Linked DNA regions of Oryctolagus cuniculus: region 1 is linked to region 2. A link is a contact called in public Hi-C data. All regions are on one chromosome and are shown on one strand. Each heading gives the region's core, a stretch centred on a gene start, on an enhancer-like site or on the middle of the called end of the contact. The rest is flanking DNA. Distances are from core to core; before and after follow the strand shown.

Region 1 (5,616 bases), core at 1,777-4,276, 110 kb before region 2:
TTCCGGAATCAGGTGCCAGTGCCACAAGTGGCAGTTTAACTACTGCTGCACAACACAAAACCTGCTCTCTGGATTGCTTCCATGACTATTAATTCCACAGCAAAAGGCCTCACTTAACTTGATTGGTTGGAGCAGATACATCCACCTGCATCTTCAAATCTCTCCAGTGCTTTCCAATCCCGACTTGAATTCCTGAAAGAAGCCAGCCTTTCTCACCTGTGTCTCTCTGCCTTCCAGGTATTTCAGCCTTTGAAGTCACAGGCATGGTGGACTTCCATATTGCCCCTTGTCTCTGCTCACTCTGTAGCTTTCCCTAATCCTTAGCTGACTACCTTGAAGACTAATTAAAAACACAAAAGAGTAAATGATGGGGCTAGCATTGTGGCTTAGCAGGTAAGGTCCCCTCATGGGACACCAGCATCCCAGTTTGTGGTCTAGGCTCCCTGCTAATGGCCTAGGAAAAGCAGCAGAAGATGCTCTCAGTATTTGGTCCTCTGCCACCCATGTGGGAGACACTAAGCTCCTGGCTCTTGGCTTCAGCCTGGCCCAGCCCTGGTCCTTGAGGCCATCTGGGCAGTGAACTAGCAGATGGAAAAGCTCTCTATCTCTCCCTCTCCCTCTTTAACTCTTTCAAATAAATAAGTATGTTTTTAAAGCAAAGGATAGCCCTCCTACCCCCCCCCTTTTTTTTCCAAACTACAGTGGCTTTCTCACTTCTTTTTTCTACCACTTGACCTTGGCTTTTCCTATTTGGTCCTACAATGTTATCTGCTACCTTTTAATGTCTTAATACTTGCATTTGCACAGAAATACAGATAATGGCATCCAAAAGAGTGAAAAGGGTCTTTAAAAAAAAAGTGTGATGACAACAGTTTGTAGGCACAACCCATGGTGAAGTGTGCTGGTGGCTTCTTGGGTTACCAGTAACAATATTTAACAGAGTGGTGTGCTTTATTTTCTTCAGTTTTGCTATTAGAAAACCTAGCCAGTTTTAAATGACTTTATGACTTAATACTCATGGAACTATAGGGTATGAGGTCCTTTGGAGATCATAGCCTGACTTCCTACACAACTGCAGGAATTGCCTATACAACAACCCTGGGAACATCGCATCAGCTCTTTTAATCCCTTTAGGCAGTGGAGTGCGCCTGCCCCTTCCCACTGCTGAACATCTTCCCCATAACCCTCTAATTCCCGGTGATAATTAAAAATACTTTCCATCCTCAGGACAAAGCAACATGACTGGAGAAATGTGACTAAGGGTATTCTCCTAGTAACTGACTTCTTGGGTCCGGAATTACCGTAAGTACAAATTCGTCCAACAAAGGCACTTTCAAAGGTATCTTTATTCCCTTTCTCCTTACAGTGCCACATACATTGACTTTGGGTTCTTAGTCACGATTTTCAGGATCCAAGTGGCTGCCACCTGCCAAGACCATCTTAGATCAGATGCCACACCTGCCACAGGATCGGGTATCTTTTCACGCTGATATAACTCACGTTTTGTGAGTTCACTAATTTCATTGACCCTGGTATCCATGCGTCTTGTGAATGGCGGGCCGGATCACGGACTGCCTCACACCCACTCAGCGGTCAGGGCCATCATCGTGGACGGCGTTCCTGATGGCCTCAGAAGAAAAGCCATCTCCACGTTGCGCAACACGTCGTTGCTTCTCGACGCGGCTTATCACAAAGAGTGCTTACGGCACATCCTCGTTACGAACAGATCCACAACCCACGGGAAAGAAGGAAAGAACGCCCAGCACCTGGGTCCACGAGCCTAAGAAAGCGTCAATGTCAGATGACACGAATGACGCGTGAGGTCTGCGGGTCTAGTCGCGTCAAGACTTGTAGGAAGCCGGTACTGGGCCTCCCTCCCGGGAGAAAAGACTGGGCTCTGTGGCTCTCCACTCCCCCGCTCCCACAATACGGCAGCTCGGCGCAGAAGGCAGAGCCACAAAACGCACAGGCGGGGGGGCACTCACAGTTGACCCCAAGCTGCAGCCCTGCCCCGCGCCTGCTCGCGGCCCCCCGCGGAGCAGCCGCCCAGACCCCGTTAAGCACTCGGAGCACCCGCGGCTCTGCCGGGGACTCCAGCTCCCGAGACTCCATTACATAATATCTTTTACAAAGTCTCTGCCCAGCTCGAGTGGAAGATGGATTCTCATCCAGTTCGCGGAGCTTCCAAGCCTTCGCTCCCCTATCCCGAGGTCCGGCTGCAGCTACTGCCCGGGCTCCGAGCTTCGGGGAGTGGAGCGCCGCTCTCCGAACTCAGAACAACTGGCCCCGGGAGGTGCCGGCGCCGAGCACTCCCGGCTCCCGGGCCGGCCGCGGCGGCCACCGTGCCAGGGGCGCTCGCGACGCCGCGGTTGTCGCCGCTCGCTGGGTGCGCCCCGAGCCACCGAGCCCGAACGGCGACTCGGCCGTGGGGCCGGCTCGGTGCGGCCGGCTCCGGGAGGAAGACGGAGGCGGGGGAGGAGGAGGAGGCGTGTGAGGGAGGAAGGGCCCAGCCGCCAGGGAGGGAGGGAGGGGGGAGGGGAGGGGGCCGGCCGGGCCGGGAGGGGTGGGGGGGCAGCCAATGAGCGGCGCGCGGTGCGGGGGGGGCGCGGGCTGGGGATGAGGTAGGAGGGGGAGGGCGCAGCCCGAGCGGCGGAGGCTCGAGCCATAAACAAGCGCCCGGAGGAGCCGCGCAGGAGTGAGGCGAGCGGGGCTCGCGGAGCGGACGCCGCGGACCTTGTGCTGCGCCACCGCGCCCACTCAGAGGCTCGGGAGGCGCGGACCGGCCCGCAGGCTGCGCCGCCGCGGGGCCGGCCGACTGGGAGGAGGAGGAGGAGTGGGCGCCGCCAGCCCGGGCTGGAGCCGAGCGCAGCCGCCGCCGCCGCCGCCGCCAGAAGTTTGGGTTGAACCGGAGCTGCCGGGAGGAAACTTTTTTTCTTTATTCCCCCTCCCTCCCGGGAGGAGGAGGAGGAGGAGGAGAAGGAGGAGGGGAAGCCACCGCTGCCGCTGGCGCCAACGCTAGTGGGCTCGGGGTCGGCGCGGCCCGCAGTGGGGGCGCGGGCCTCGCCCCGCGAGGGGAGGCGCGCCCCGGGGGCCCAGAGGGGGGCGGCGAGGACCGCGGGCTGCGGGAGCGGCGGCTGCGGCGCGTGTGCCCCGCGAAGGGGAGGGCGCCCGCCCGGCTCTCGGCCCGGCTGCGAGGAGGCGGCGGCGGCGGCGCAGGAGGATGTACTTGGTGGCGGGGCGCAGGGGGCTGGCCGGCTGCGGGCACCTCCTGGTCTCGCTGCTGGGGCTGCTACTGCTGCTGGCGCGCTCCGGCACCCGGGCGCTGGTCTGCCTGCCCTGCGACGAGTCCAAGTGCGAGGAGCCCAGGAGCTGCCCCGGGAGCATCGTGCAGGGCGTCTGCGGCTGCTGCTACATGTGCGCCCGCCAGAGGAACGAGAGCTGCGGCGGCGCCTACGGGCTCCACGGAGCCTGCGACCGGGGGCTGCGCTGTGTCATCCGCCCCCCGCTCAATGGCGACTCCATCACCGAGTACGAAGTAGGCGTCTGCGAAGGTACGGCTGCCCGCCGCCACCCCCCACCCACCCACCCCCGCCCTCCTTCGGCGCTGGCTGCGCCCAACAAAGTTTGGCCGAGACTTTCCCGAGGAGCGAGGGCTCCGCAGGAGGAGAGGCGGCCGCCACCCCCGGGCGCGAGCCCCTGCGTCGCTCGGTTCCCGCTCCCCGGGTACTTAGCCAGCCACGCGCGCGAGGTTGGGCTGCTTGGGTGGGGGCGGGCGAGTGGAAGGTGTCCGAGCCCCCCACCACCACCCCCGCGCGCACCCACCCACCCACACACACACGTGTGGCCACTCGAGGCGGGGACGCCGCGGGCGGGGCACTGCGGAGGCCGCGCGCGCGAGCCTCCGGGGCGTCCGCCCCCGCCCCCTGCCCGCACTGGCGCAGTGTGGCCGGTGCGCTGCGCACCGGCCCTGAAAAGTCCGTGTTCTGTCGTCCGAGGAGACGTGCCTCCAGCTCCCACTCCCGTGCGACTCTTTATTATTTTTTTTTTTCCCTCGCGCTCTTCCTTCACCCCCTTCCTCCTCCTCCGCAGATAAATCAGTTTCAGCTCAGGAATATGTCAGCCTAGGGGAAGTTGCAAACGGTGGTTACTCATTTATTTGCCTATGGAAAACGGTCAAAGGCTTTCTCTCCAGAAAGGAAAGAGGTGGGGGCTGCACCTGGCGGTGCAAAGTTGTTGCTCGCTGTCAGGGGCTGCTGTTTTAAGATCAGATGGCCGCGTGTCTCCAGTCTTGTTGCCGGTCCCTTCTTTTTGTTTGACAGCGGATTGGCCCTGATGGCTTTTCTCCAGGGCGCACTGTGCACCGCGATGGCCAGACTGCCGGAGGGAGAAAGCGTTTAGATGAGTGGAGCCGCCTCGTTGGGTACCCAGTGTTGGTGCGAGTCGCTGACATCCCTGTCCGCCACCCTCGGCCTCACGGTGCCTGGTCTGGTTGAGGTCTAGAGAGAAGCGCTGAGCTCTTTTTGTCGAGCGCCTGAGCAGGACTCGGTGAGCACCAGTTAAAAGTGGGTTCCCTGCTCGGGCGCACGATGCCATTGCGGGCCATCCTGGCGAGTGAGCAGAGCGCAGCAGTCTTATTTCTGGGGGAGCTTGGAGCAGGGACAGGCGCCCTCTGCCTAGTGTGTCTTCTGTACTACTTGGAGCCACACCTCAGAGGCCAGGGAGGGGCTTATTCTGGAGCATCCGCATGTGTATGTGTGTGTGTTTACTGTGCTGGGATACAGAGAAAGGGGGTGACAGCCTGGAGAATTTTTTAAAAAAATGTATCTATTAAAAGGCTTCAAGGCTGTGGTTCTTTTTAAGTACACGTACTTATTTATACCTGTGTCCTTAAGGTTTGCACCATTCTGTTGAATCGAGAGGCTTTCTGGTTTGGAAGCTACTGGGCAGTCTTAGGGATCTCTGGTCCCAGGGGAGGGACCGGGCTGTGCTGTGCACTTAGGACATTGGCTTAGAAGAGTTAAAGGGTTTGGTTGCCTGGATTAGGAAAGCCTCCCACCTGGTATGAAATCCCATTTTGCAATACGTTATTATTTCTGACTCAGGAAAAACGGCCATCAGACAGAGTTCTGATCCGGTTTCATGTGTTTGGGGATTTTGAATGACTTAGACTGAAAGGTGCATCTTTGAACCCTGCCACCTCGAGTATCTGATCTGATCTGGCTTCCCCTAAATTAACAAGAACATGCATCGGAGACTGCTGTGCTCTGAGAAGGACTTTGGAGGTTGAAAATATTCTGCTCCTTGTTTTGTGGCTTCTTAGTATGTTTGTGGTGAAGGAACTGCTCAGGGAACATTTTCGGTCATCAAGTGTTTTGGCAGCCGCATGCCGTGTCACACTATGGAGTTATTTTGGCAGCTTGCTGGTGAGCCGTTCATTCCTCTGAAATGATGCGATCCCTCCTAGCTTCCTTTCTTCTGGTAACACCCTGTGCAACTGGTATTATCCTTGAACATACTTGGGAGTGTTTGTCAACGTGACTATATCTCAATTAGTGTTCTCTAGAAGCACTTTGCATTTAGCAGGCCTGTATCCAGCCACCGCAATCCTGAGCGCTA
Region 2 (5,201 bases), core at 1,190-3,689:
GAGAAGCACCTGGCTCCTGCCTTCGGATCAGCGCGGTGCGCCGGCTGCAGGCCATTGTGGGGTGAACCAACGGAAAAGGAAGACGTCTCTCTCTCTCTCACTGTCCACTCTGCCTGGCAAAAAAAAAAAAAAAAAAAAAAACACCCTATTTGTACTTTTTTTTTTTTTCCTGGCAGAAAGTACAAATTAAACTATGGGAACCCAGGTCCTGGACATAGGTAGGAAGTTCTCAAAGTGGGTCCCAGATTGCTCTCAGTGAAATCTTCCAGAAAGCTGATTACACAGGCTGATCCTGCAGTCCACCCAGACTTGCAAAAAACACTCCCCGGCATGGTACCCAGAATCTGCATTTTCAACAAATTCTATAGGCTTTCCTTCCACATACTAATATTGAAAAACACTGCACCTATGATCTCTCAATCTAAAATTTATAAATATGTAAAACCAATGCATGCTGTAACCTCTGACTTATTAGTTGTGAGGAAAAGTGTTTTTCCATATTATTGTTCAGTTGAGTTTATCAATCATTTCATTCATTATAAGACATGCTCCTATCCTAGAGGAATTCACTGGAGAAACAGTATGGTATTGATTTTGTATTATTAGCAGGTATACTTCAGGAGTTATGTCCCCTTGTCTGGTTTTGGAGGTGAGAGGAGAGAAAATTAATCCTGGAAAGGCCTTATAGGGTGAGTGGCCTTAAGAGCTGTGGGGAATTTGCTAGGGACAAAGGAGATTTGAAGCTGGGTGGGCACAGGAGTGATAGAGCCGGGGTTGGGGATTCAGTAAATGACAGATCCCTGCTGTTGCTAACTTGCGGGCTGTGGCACATGGGAACTGTAAGACAGGGAGAGGCCAGGTTTATGAGCACTTTGTAAGCTGTGCACAGGAGCTAGGACTTTGACCTTATGGCCTGCCTTGTCTGTATAGTCCAAGAAGCAAAGGACCTGAAGGAAAAAAGTAAGCATTCCCTGCCCTTCAGCCAGCTGAACCAGTCAGCCTGGGTTCCCAAGAAGGTGAGTGCCCTCTAGGGGTTTAGAAGATTTCTGAGAGCTGTTCAGCCTTGCACTCAGATGCCCACTAAGCTGAATCCATTACCTTCTCAAGGGGGGGGGGGGGGGGGGACAATAAAAAGCTTAACTAAGTCCCACCTGGCTGCAGCTGTGATTACATTATGCAAAAATTTATTAATGGGGTGCTTTGATTGATCATTATCTTAATACTGAGGATAACATTAGAGGCTTGCATTTTTTCTGGCAAATTGCAAATACAGGTTGCTTCTTGTTTGAAGTTAAAAAGCCCTTAGCTTACATATTATATGATCCCATTTATATGAATTATCCAGAATGGGCAAGTCCATTGAGACAGAACCTAAATTAGTGGTTGCCAGGAGCTGGGGGAGGGGGTTGCAGTGTTTCATTTTGAGATGATGAGGTACCAGTAACTGTTGCACAACTCTGTAAAAAAAAAAAAAAAAAAACCACTCAATTGTACAGTTTAACAGGTTGAATGTTAGGGCATGCGGCATATATCTCAATAAAGCTGTTTGGTTTTTTTTTTTTTTTTCTTAAGCTGTTTTGTTTTTTAAACCTCTTAGCACTTCTTCTCAGAGTGCCTTTTGGAGTTCACTGTATATAAATCTGAGCATTCTACTTCTCTCTTTCTTTTGTGCTTTTGTTAATTTTAGTCTTCTTTTCTTCATCTCCTATTCTTGTTCCATTTTAAAAATACAATGATGGTGCATGTACAGAAAGAGCTGTGGTATGAGTGCTTCCCACAGCGTAGAGTCACAGGAGACAGGAAGCATGGTGTTCAGGGGCTCAGAGGAAGAGGTGTGATCTCTGAGGAGTGATTATCTGGGAAGACAGCGGACCAGAGGGCGGACCAGAGGGCTGGATGGGAGTGTTCTGGAGCCAGTAGGGCAAGCAGTGCAGACACAGCAGTGAGGGCTGGCCTGCAGAATCCAGTGTGGCTGCAGCATCAGGAAATGAAGGGGAACCTTGGGAGAGAGGCCTGGGAAAAGGATTGGTGGGCTTCAGGGTGTTCATGCCTGGTGGAGACATTGAGAAATGAGTCATTGAAGAGCTTTGACTGTGGGAGGGAGTCAAGGACCTGAGCTTTCTGATGACTGTGGCATGGGTTAGGTAAAAGGGGACCAGATCCGAGCTGGAAATTGGGGAGGGGGGCTCAGAAGCGCGGGGTAAGTGGTGACACCAACTTGCTGGAGCATCTCTCTCCCGGTCCTCTATCTTCTGTGCTCCTAACCCACATTTTCTCCCTTCCCTTGCTTGCTCCTCATCTGGGGACTGGGGTAAAAGATTGTGAGGGTGAATAAAAATGCAGAGAAAGGTGGTGAGGACAAGGCACAGTTTGCATGCTTCAGTTGCCCTGTAACTCAGCATTTCCTCTTCATGACTCAGTCGAAGAGAATCTAATCTCTCCTAGTAGAAAACACAGCAAACAGGAAACTCCATTTAATTTCAGGTCAGTTGATGAATCTGTATGCCTCACTACTGCCACTTGTAAAAGGGAAAAAATCCAGAGAATCTAGAATAATCTTGTGAAAGAATTTTTGTGTAACTACATTGGACTCACGGAGTTTGTAGATAATAGTAGATTTCCTGGGTCTTGTCAGAGTCTCCTTTTGTTACCTGGCAGAATGAAGGTAGACATATCTGTCAGAAGACACCTGCATTTGAGTTGTATTAAGTTGAACTCTATGGGATCGCTGTGTGTCTGTTTCTGACCTGTGGCAGTTTCATGAAGCCTCAACCTGGTAGAGAGCTGCCTGACAGATACCTGGCTTGAGCCCAGATTTTCACCTTTTGTGGTTCCTTCATTCTTCCTTCAGGAAGGTGCTAATTTCAGCTTCAGAGGAAGCTGTGAGAAATCAAGATAGCAACAGGCACAGAGGACTTTTGAGAGAGAAGTAGATAAGGGTATGGATCCAGGAGTACCAGCTAGCAGAACTCAGGGTGCCTGGATCCTTGGGTCTCTACTATGCAGTCATGCTGTGTTTAGATGTAAAAATTCTGCATAAAGAGTTTTCCTTTCCTAAGTGGGTTAGCAGACAGTAGTGTACAGTTTTAAATGTGCAAGGTGCTGAGCACAACCTCTATAGCCTCTTAAGCAATAGATACATGTAGATGTTTAGATATATGTAGATGTTGGGAAATAGGTCAAACATAGGAGGGAAAAAGAAGGTGTCTTTGACTTATTCATAGCCTTCAGTGTAGTATGATTTTTAACAGCCTAGCAGAAAGCTGAGCACCTCCATGCACACACATGTTCAGTGAAGGTTGCTGAAGTGTTGAAGGACAACACCCGAAGAAGTATTTTTTGGTTGATGGTATGTTCTTTGGTGTTCAAATTAGAGCAATTCCCTGAAACGCATCACGAGGCCAGAATGTGAACCCTAGAAGATGTACGCAAAAAGGTCATCTGTTCTTGGGGGATCCTTTCATTGTAATCACACCCAGAGCCTGGGATCAGGGTGTGGCTCCCAATACCGTAGCCTTATTCATCTATATTCTCTCAAGAGTTTAGGTGGTACAGTGTGTCAAGTGCAATAAATGTCAACAGTATGATGTTCCTGTCCCATCACAGCAGTATGATGATATGTCGCAGACTGCAGTGGCTACACACATGTGCCTTAAAGGGGTAACTTACTGTGCACAGAAAGCCCAGCTCACATTTACCCAGACCTTGAAGGTGACTGTCCTGCAGGAAACAGAGCATTCATTGAAAGCTTCCAGCTCAACTTGCATAAAACAGGCAGACATTTATTTTAAACCATAGACAGAAATACTATTGAGGAAAACTTTAGTTACCTAATACCCTTTTCTCCCAAAAATCTAAAAAAAAAAAAAATTACACCCGCACCCTTGACATAGAAGAACCCTGAAAAGACCTGTAGGGGTAGGGAATCATTCATACCATTCCTGCTGCTTTCGTGGTCAATCATGCAAATTTTAACCTAAATTCATTTCCTTCCTACTTCCACACTTAACTCTGATTATTGAGGCATCTGGTCTACAAGCTTAAGTTATCAAAGGTCCAAAGAAACAATAGGCAAACAAGCCAACACCGAAGTGAGGAGGAGCACAAAACCAGAGTTAATGAATATGTTAATAGCTCTTCCCTGCTGGGAATGTTGCCTCCCCTGATCTTGACCCCTACTGTACATAAATACCCACACACTTCCTGCCAGGATGTCTCTTTTTAGGATGTCTTCCTTGTACTCCTGTCAACCTGAGAATTCCCCCCTCACCATCCTCTGTGCTCTCTGACCCATACTTCTATCCCCAGGGGAGTCTCAGGATGGACGCTAGCTGCTGCTTCCTTGTATTACATTTTTATGCTGACACTCCACTGCCCCGAGCTTCTCATTTCCTGCCTATTTCATTTTAGTAGATACAGAAATTTGGTCTCTTATTTTACCTTCCCATATTCACCAGGTTTCTGTGCTAGAGCAAGAGCCAGTACAGCCGGCCGGCAGTTCGTTGGCCACTTCATTCATGCAGGTAGAGTTTAAGGCACATATTACAGCTTACAAGGTCCAATAAACTAAGGCTTTGAGTTTCCAGGATAGCCGGCAGGAAGTCCAGTTACCATATCATGTCCCCTATTTATAGAGTTTCTCAGTCTTCTTTTTCCCGTGGACACAATTATTAATTAATTGTTGCCCAAGTTGAAGGTGCTCCCAGAGAAAACCCCACCAATAAGATTGAAAAGCTAATAATTTAAACCTTAAAAGAAGAATCAGAACATCCCTGGGAAACACCACACATCAGTAGCCACAAAGCAAGAACACTGGGCTGCTTAGCACAGGAGCACTTGCCGTGTTAGCCCCGGTGAGCCTCGTGACTCCCACACGTCCGTACCATGCATGTAGAGATGGACTGAAAATGCTGGCTATGCACAGTGCCTGTCTGGTTAACCGAGAAAGGAGGTAATGCATTTTAGAAATATTTCTGTTACAATGATTCACATTAAAAAAGTGGGATGCATCTAAAGAATGTGAACCTCAGTTATTTCAAGAGCAACGTATGTTAGGGACCCGCTGTCCATCCCACCAGACACACGAGGCAGGGGCCTGTGGACCGTGTGCTCTGCCACAGCCACTGCCGCTTTGTTTGTGGTCTCCCAACTTCTATGTTGTTGTTTATTCATGGGGTTTTCCTTCCCTTTTCTTTGGTTTC

Evidence for each region. Hi-C and Micro-C count contacts between places; a contact is called where the count stands out from the background.
Region 1: a Hi-C map of an unstated tissue shows a contact between it and region 2, with 2.0 times the contacts expected there. The contact joins the promoter of CRIM1 here to the enhancer-like site in region 2. A contact is called at or near these places in 2 of 6 Hi-C or Micro-C datasets (ear pinna and an unstated tissue).

The regions. Positions count from the first base shown.
Region 1 is chr2:166,455,965-166,461,580 of mOryCun1.1, reverse strand. It overlaps CRIM1 (cysteine rich transmembrane BMP regulator 1), which reads left to right and starts at 3,026. Exons shown (of 17, transcript XM_051842985.2): 1 at 3,026-3,551. The coding sequence starts at 3,221.
Region 2 is chr2:166,341,794-166,346,994 of mOryCun1.1, reverse strand. The region is part of intron 4 of CRIM1 (cysteine rich transmembrane BMP regulator 1); the gene reads left to right. Among named protein-coding and RNA genes, the nearest start is that of CRIM1, 110 kb to the left of the region's middle. Within about 2 kb of position 2,439, at least 1 of the 8 cell types and tissues checked has an H3K27ac peak or open chromatin away from gene starts, as enhancers often do.